2 separate regions of the Anas platyrhynchos genome follow, and region 1 is linked to region 2. Evidence: chromatin contacts called from public Hi-C data. All regions are on one chromosome and are shown on one strand. The core of a region is the stretch at or near the end of the contact, and the rest is flanking DNA. Distances in the headings are between cores, read along the strand shown. Region 1 overlaps LOC119715652 (a long non-coding RNA gene). Region 2 overlaps WWC3 (WWC family member 3).

Region 1 (2,882 bases), core at 115-2,614, 94 kb after region 2:
ATGCCATAGTTAGTATCATGCAGCACAGAACAGAGTAAGCACCCTAGGAGGTCTCCAACTCAATGCAGCGTGCCAGTATTGCATGGTTCAACAAGATTTATGGTCTCAGTCCTGTATAACTGGAGTCAGCTGAATTTCTGAAAATGATTTTCTAGAAACAGTAGAACTTTATAGTCAGTACAGTATGACAAAATTTATTGATAGGTCAGAAACATTCTGCATTGTCAGGGGAATCTTTGCTCTCCTTCTAAATTTGATCTCAAGAAACACTTTGTAAACATTGATAATAGTGATATATATATATATATATATATATATTTATGTTCAAAGGAAAAAAATACTGTTCAAGTCTTCAAAGTTTGTTGAACTATTTATTATTGTAGTGGAAAAAATATACTGAGTAAACATCACTAATATACCCTGCACCATATGCTGCAAATATTCAATGAAATTACACAAGGATTTTAAAAAAAAAAAAAGTACCTGCAAATAGATGAGTTAAATGACTAAATGACTGAATTTACAAGAAAAAGGCCTAGAGGGATGTAGAAGGTTTATCACGTATATCCCTCACTGAGATCAATTTTCCAGCACCTAAGCCATGAATATCCTGAGAAACACTTAAGAAACTTCCTCCTGGACACCCCCAGTGCTGCAGCTGTGTGCTGTCTCACCTTGCCCTGTTCATGGTATGCTCAGGGGGTGAGGGTACAATAATTCACCTGAAAAAATGCCTCTCTCTGACCTTACAGTCTGGTCTCTGTCTACTGTAGTTGCAGGCAGTGGGAGGAGGCAGACTTTTGAGGAAAATGATTAGGAGCTGGGCTTCCAGATTAGGCTCTTTCTATGAATTACAATGAGAAGTGCTCTGTCTCTTGTTATCCAGAGGAAGGCCTGGGCAACTGAACTCCTTTGAAGTGTGTGCACGTGCGTATGCGTGCGTGCATCTCTCCCTCTTCTTCTCCATCTGGTCCAAAGAAAGAGCCCCTTTCTTTCCCATGCAGACCATCTTCAAGGCCTGAAAAGGGAGAAAGAAACCGCCATAAAGGCATTTATTTGATCTCAGTGGTGCATGCTGGAAATTTAGTGCTTTATTAAAACGCCGGTTTAGCTGCCAGAGTACTAACGCGGAAGCTTAAATACACCTTCCTTCATGCAAGTCTTCGTTGCTGAGGCATAAATGAAGGCGTAGAAATTAAAATGCTGTGTTCTAGGAGAAATCTGTCTCCCGAAGAGCCGTTTAGGGCCAGGCTGGGGGCTTTTCTCTATCGCTCAGCCTCCCTCCGCGGGCCCCCGTGGGGAGCAGAGAGGAGCGGGGCTCCTTGTTCCTGGAGGGGAGCGCGGCTTGGCTCTGCTGCCCTCTGCTGCCTCTTGTACAGCACGGCCCGGCACACCTCAGCACATTGCAGCCCAACACACCACAGCACGGCACAGCACAGCATGCCACGCCACACAGCACCACACCACGGCCTAGCACACCCCACCCTACCCCTCCACAGCATCACCCCATCCAGACCCCAGCTCTGCTACAGCATCGGCATAAGCTCCCAAATTATCTTTACTAAAAACCTAACTACGTGTCACATTAAATGTATTTATATATCTTTTTAAATGACAAGTCTTGTTTTGTTTTGCAGCCCTTTGAGCAAAACAACCCTTCTGAGCCTTCAAACTCCCTTCTTCATGAGTTATGAATGCCATAAAGCCGTGCCTGCCCTGCATCCCAAAGATGCTGTTATTGTGCCAGGTCTTCAAATCCTTCTGAAATTTTCCACAGTTGCCACATACGTAGCAGTAGCCATGAAGTTAGACAGATGAGGAAAGAGCAGTGAACTCTCAAAGCCCTTAAAGCTGGTGATTGGCAGTAAATATGCAGGTATGGACATCACCTGGCCCTTTATATATAGCACAAGGCTCATTGCAGAGCATGTCAGGGCCTCTTGAGGATTTCAGAGGCTTTTTTATTGGCAACTGAATGCTTGCAGCACCCTGGATGACTTCACAGCAATGCAGCACACCCCTTGTTTCAGCCCTGCTACAGACTGGGTGTATTTGGTGCATATTTGGGGTGACTCTTCTGATTTAGCCTTTTCAAAAATTAAGCAAGTTCACACTTACCAAAACCTCTCTGCAATGCAAAACAGTGTTGTTTATCATATGCAATGTATGTGACTTTGTATTGACCTGCATATTTAAAATAAAGTTTGCCATGTTCAGAATATGTCAGGGTAATTACTCATGCATGTTGGTGCCCATCTGCTGAACTCCCAGCTAGTTTTCTTGCTGAGTCATTTGCAGGCGTGTACCCTCTCTCACAGGTTCGGTCAAAGGCAAGAAAATGGAGGGCTAAAGCTACTTATTTTTTGTAGTATTATAAAGACTGGGGTTGTGACTTGGCTGCAAAAAGAAGCTAGGCAGGTGCAACGGGCTCACAACCATACTGTCTGAGGTTCCTTGTGCTAAACAATCCTCATGTCAGCTATATCTTGGATTTTTCATAATCAATCAATAACAATATATTACTGCCAAAGACAATTTAATGAGATGCTGAGTCTGAAATGTCACCATCCATTAACTGTAATGATGTAAAGGCATTCAGTCTTTTATTGTTCTTACATGCTCACAGTATCTGACTGGAATTTAGTGAGGTCAAGCTAACATGAGGACGGGCTACAAGATACTGTACTGCAGGAGGTAGGAGGCACAACACTCTACTAGAGTACACCCAAAGCTGAATTCTCCTCCCAGTTATATAGATGTAACACCTGTGTTGCAAATGACAGAATCTGCTTACCCACGGTGTAGATATATTCAAACATGTCACGTGAAGAACTTTGATAAAAGTAATAGATAGGAAGCTAAATTTTTTTAAGGCCTAAAAA
Region 2 (3,257 bases), core at 419-2,918:
TTTGATAGAGGAACTGGTGAAAAATTTGTCTGAGATGACACTTACTGTTTTTCCAGTGTTGCATTATGCTACCAGACCATAGGGTGGCAGCAACAAAGCATACAGCATAGTAATTTAGTGAAAACCAAAACCCCCCAAAATACCTGGGGGTTCACAAAGTGGCGTATGAGTTTGATGCTTCATCAAATTTTTCAACAGTAGAAAACCAAAGTAACTTTGAAACGTTCAACTGGTACTTGCAAACAATTACTTTATAACTGCAAGCCCACCAACTAGGGAACACCAAGCTCAAAGTAGTCATAATTCCTGCCAAAAAACAGAATGGTTGAATGGATTTTTCCTAAGCAATTGTTTTAAAAACCAAATATTTAAAAAAGAGAACCTCCAAAAAGACCAACTGGCTACCTTTCAATCACACACTCAAAAAGCAACAGAAAGCACTCTATGTTGTACGCAGAGAAAAGTTGTAAACCCTGAACTAGGAGCTGAACCTGGACACCACAGTAGTGACAAAGAAGTATCACAGGCATGTTTAGAAAAACCTGAAATGCACAGGAACATTACAGAAAATAGAGAAAAGGAGAACAGAAAGAGGACCTTGACCCTTATCCTATTGCTCCCAAGGCCCACAGATCAGGCCTTCACTTCTAGGAAACACACATGAGCTATAAATGAACTACTAACATAGTTTTCACTTACCACAATGGGTGAAGACATGCTGTGGTCTGATCTGAGGTTTAAAGAAAGCCTCAGGAAGCCTCTCCACGGCACTAATTTAAGCACAAACTTACATGCTGGTCTCTGGAATTCTGTTTATTTTGGTCAGAATACTGCAATATGGGACCAAGACGTGTTTATGTCTAGTAAATGTGAATTCTGCAGCAGTATCTTCTGGCAGTGTTAGTTGCGTTAAGGAAAATAGGTAAGTCTACGCTCGAATGCTGCTTGAACAATACAGGCTTGTTAGCACGGCAGGGACATTTTTCTTTTTAAAAATAGCTGAAACTTTTTCCTTATGTACTGTCAATGTTCCTTTTCATTATCTCTTGACAAACAAGATGTAGTAGAACGATATATTCCCTGCTTATATTTCATATTAACCCTGATACTCCAATCCCTGAGTGTAGTATTATGTGCATTTGCTAACACAAAATTACAGATACAGACATAGGATGTGAATTACAACATTCAATATTAAAATATCCTATAAAAGCCTTTCTCTACTGTAATGGTTCTATTAGAAATGCAAGTATGCCAACATAAAAAAAAAATATTACAAGGAAAGAGTATTCCTTTTCATTTTACATCAGCTCTTTCTTCAACTGATTGATTAAAACAGGAAAATACTTTTATTATTATTTTTTAAGGTTTCTGTTTCCACTTTTGATCTCTCATATTCAAGATTCCAACACACTCTTATCTACAGAGCCTCAGAAGCTTCCACCACTGCAAGCTGAAATAAGTCCATCCACTTCACATTGAAGCACAAAAAGAAAACTAACGGTGTGTGCTGTGGTTAACTGAGGCAGCTCCTCTGCGATCACCGAGAACAGGTTCAGAGATGATGAAAACAAAAACAAATCACTCAAGTGGATGCCTAGCTCCTCACATACCCACAGCAAAAAATGCTTCTCAGTTACTGAAGCACTGACTCATGAGCGTAGCCCATCATGAACTCAACACTGCCGTGCCACTGTGGTTTCTGCTCCATCGCACAGCTCACTGACGCGAATCTGGTATCAGGGTGGGTGTGAATCCAGCACAGAGCCAAACAGCCTTCAAGCACTATCACAGCTGCATCATCACCTTCTGCCCACCCCAGCACATTTTCATTTATTTAATGAAACCCATCAACTGGTTTTGCATTGCTTGAAATTAACAGAATAATGGCAACATGAGCAGAAACAAGGCCTCACAAGTGATTAAACCGTGTGCGGTTTTACCAATTCCTGACCAAGACCAACAGAAAGTTCATTTTCCATTCCCTTTCTTCTGTCCAATTCACCACTGCTTTAAAATCTATTTGCAAAGACTTCTCTACTCTCACCTCTGCCCTACATCAAAACTTTTTTTGTTGGTTTTGTTTCATTTTAGGGGACATCAAAGGAGGTTCACATCTTCTTTTTAAACATTTAACATCCACCATGCAATTTTTAACTGATGTAAGTAAAACGAAACTGAGAAACAATCTCTACTGTGGTGGTACCATTAGATTTGTGTGCTATCTTCTATGACAAAGTGACAAAAGAATCACGTCCAGCAACTCACCTCCGCTAGGCTGCACAGCAGTCAGCTGTGGGCCCATTTCTCGCACTCCTTCGCTGTCCACAGCGTAAGCAGATATCTGAGATGAACTTGTTCCTTGCGTATCATCGTCACCCAGCGCTGCAGACTGAGCCCTGAGCATTTCCAGGGCTCCTATGCTTGCCATCTCCTCAAAACCTTCTGACATCTGAGCCAGCGGAGAATCTCGAGAAGCGGAGAGAAATGGGGTGTCCAGAGGCGAGCTCGGAGGGGACAACGATGACAAGGAGGACCGTGATGACAGGGATGCCAGGGACTGCGGAGTATCCAGAGACCTCCGCTGCTTATTGAAATTCGAGTGTCCGATGGGATCAACATATGGCACGTCCTTCGTCAGAGACTCAAAGGGAATGATGTCAAAGCGCAAATGCTGCCCGTAGTCTGTAACGCTGTCCGACTTGTCGTACTGCGGGAGGCCGTAGATGTCCGTGAAGCTGACCGAGCTGAGGGAGCCTCTGCTGGAGGCCAGGGAACCTCGGCTGGAGGCCAGGGAACCCCTGCTGCTGCCAGAGGACATTGTGAGGGTGCTTGCTGAGAGACTAAGGGAGGCAAAAGGAAAAGGAAACAAAAAAAGGTCCATTCGAATACTGTCAGAAACACCAGTGTGGACATAAAACATCAACCCAGTTAACATAAGCAGTTTTACATTCATTCAGCACATGACACTGAGAAATGTTTTGGCAGTTTAGGGTCTAACTCATGTTTCTTGCCCTAGTCTCAAGCACAGACGTGACTGGAACAGTGCAAGTGACAACCAAATCAGGGCCACGTGCCTGAAGACAAAGAGAGCAACAGGACAGGTCTATTCCTTCCTCCAACTTGCAACCAGCCATAATGCAGCAGAAAAGAGGAGAGAGGAGGGTTTGGATCAGTGGACCCAATATAAAGCCAGGAATAGTAGATTACCATGATCCAGCCTGAATTGGTGTTAATGATGGATCACAGAGGTATCA

Evidence for each region. A called contact is a pair of places that touch in the nucleus more often than the background predicts.
Region 1: a Hi-C map of F1 follicle shows a contact between it and region 2, with 5 times the contacts expected there. The contact joins two enhancer-like sites. A contact is called at or near these places in 5 of 8 Hi-C or Micro-C datasets (F1 follicle, liver, skeletal muscle and 1 more).

The regions. Positions count from the first base shown.
Region 1 is chr1:131,577,302-131,580,183 of IASCAAS_PekinDuck_T2T, forward strand. The region is part of intron 1 of LOC119715652 (a long non-coding RNA gene); the gene reads right to left. Among named protein-coding and RNA genes, the nearest start is that of WWC3, 17 kb to the left of the region's middle. Within about 2 kb of position 1,365, at least 1 of the 8 cell types and tissues checked has an H3K27ac peak or open chromatin away from gene starts, as enhancers often do.
Region 2 is chr1:131,483,388-131,486,644 of IASCAAS_PekinDuck_T2T, forward strand. WWC3 (WWC family member 3) reads right to left here. Exons shown (of 23, transcript XM_038173030.2): 11 at 2,269-2,843. Among named protein-coding and RNA genes, the nearest start is that of CLCN4, 23 kb to the left of the region's middle. Within about 2 kb of position 1,669, at least 1 of the 8 cell types and tissues checked has an H3K27ac peak or open chromatin away from gene starts, as enhancers often do.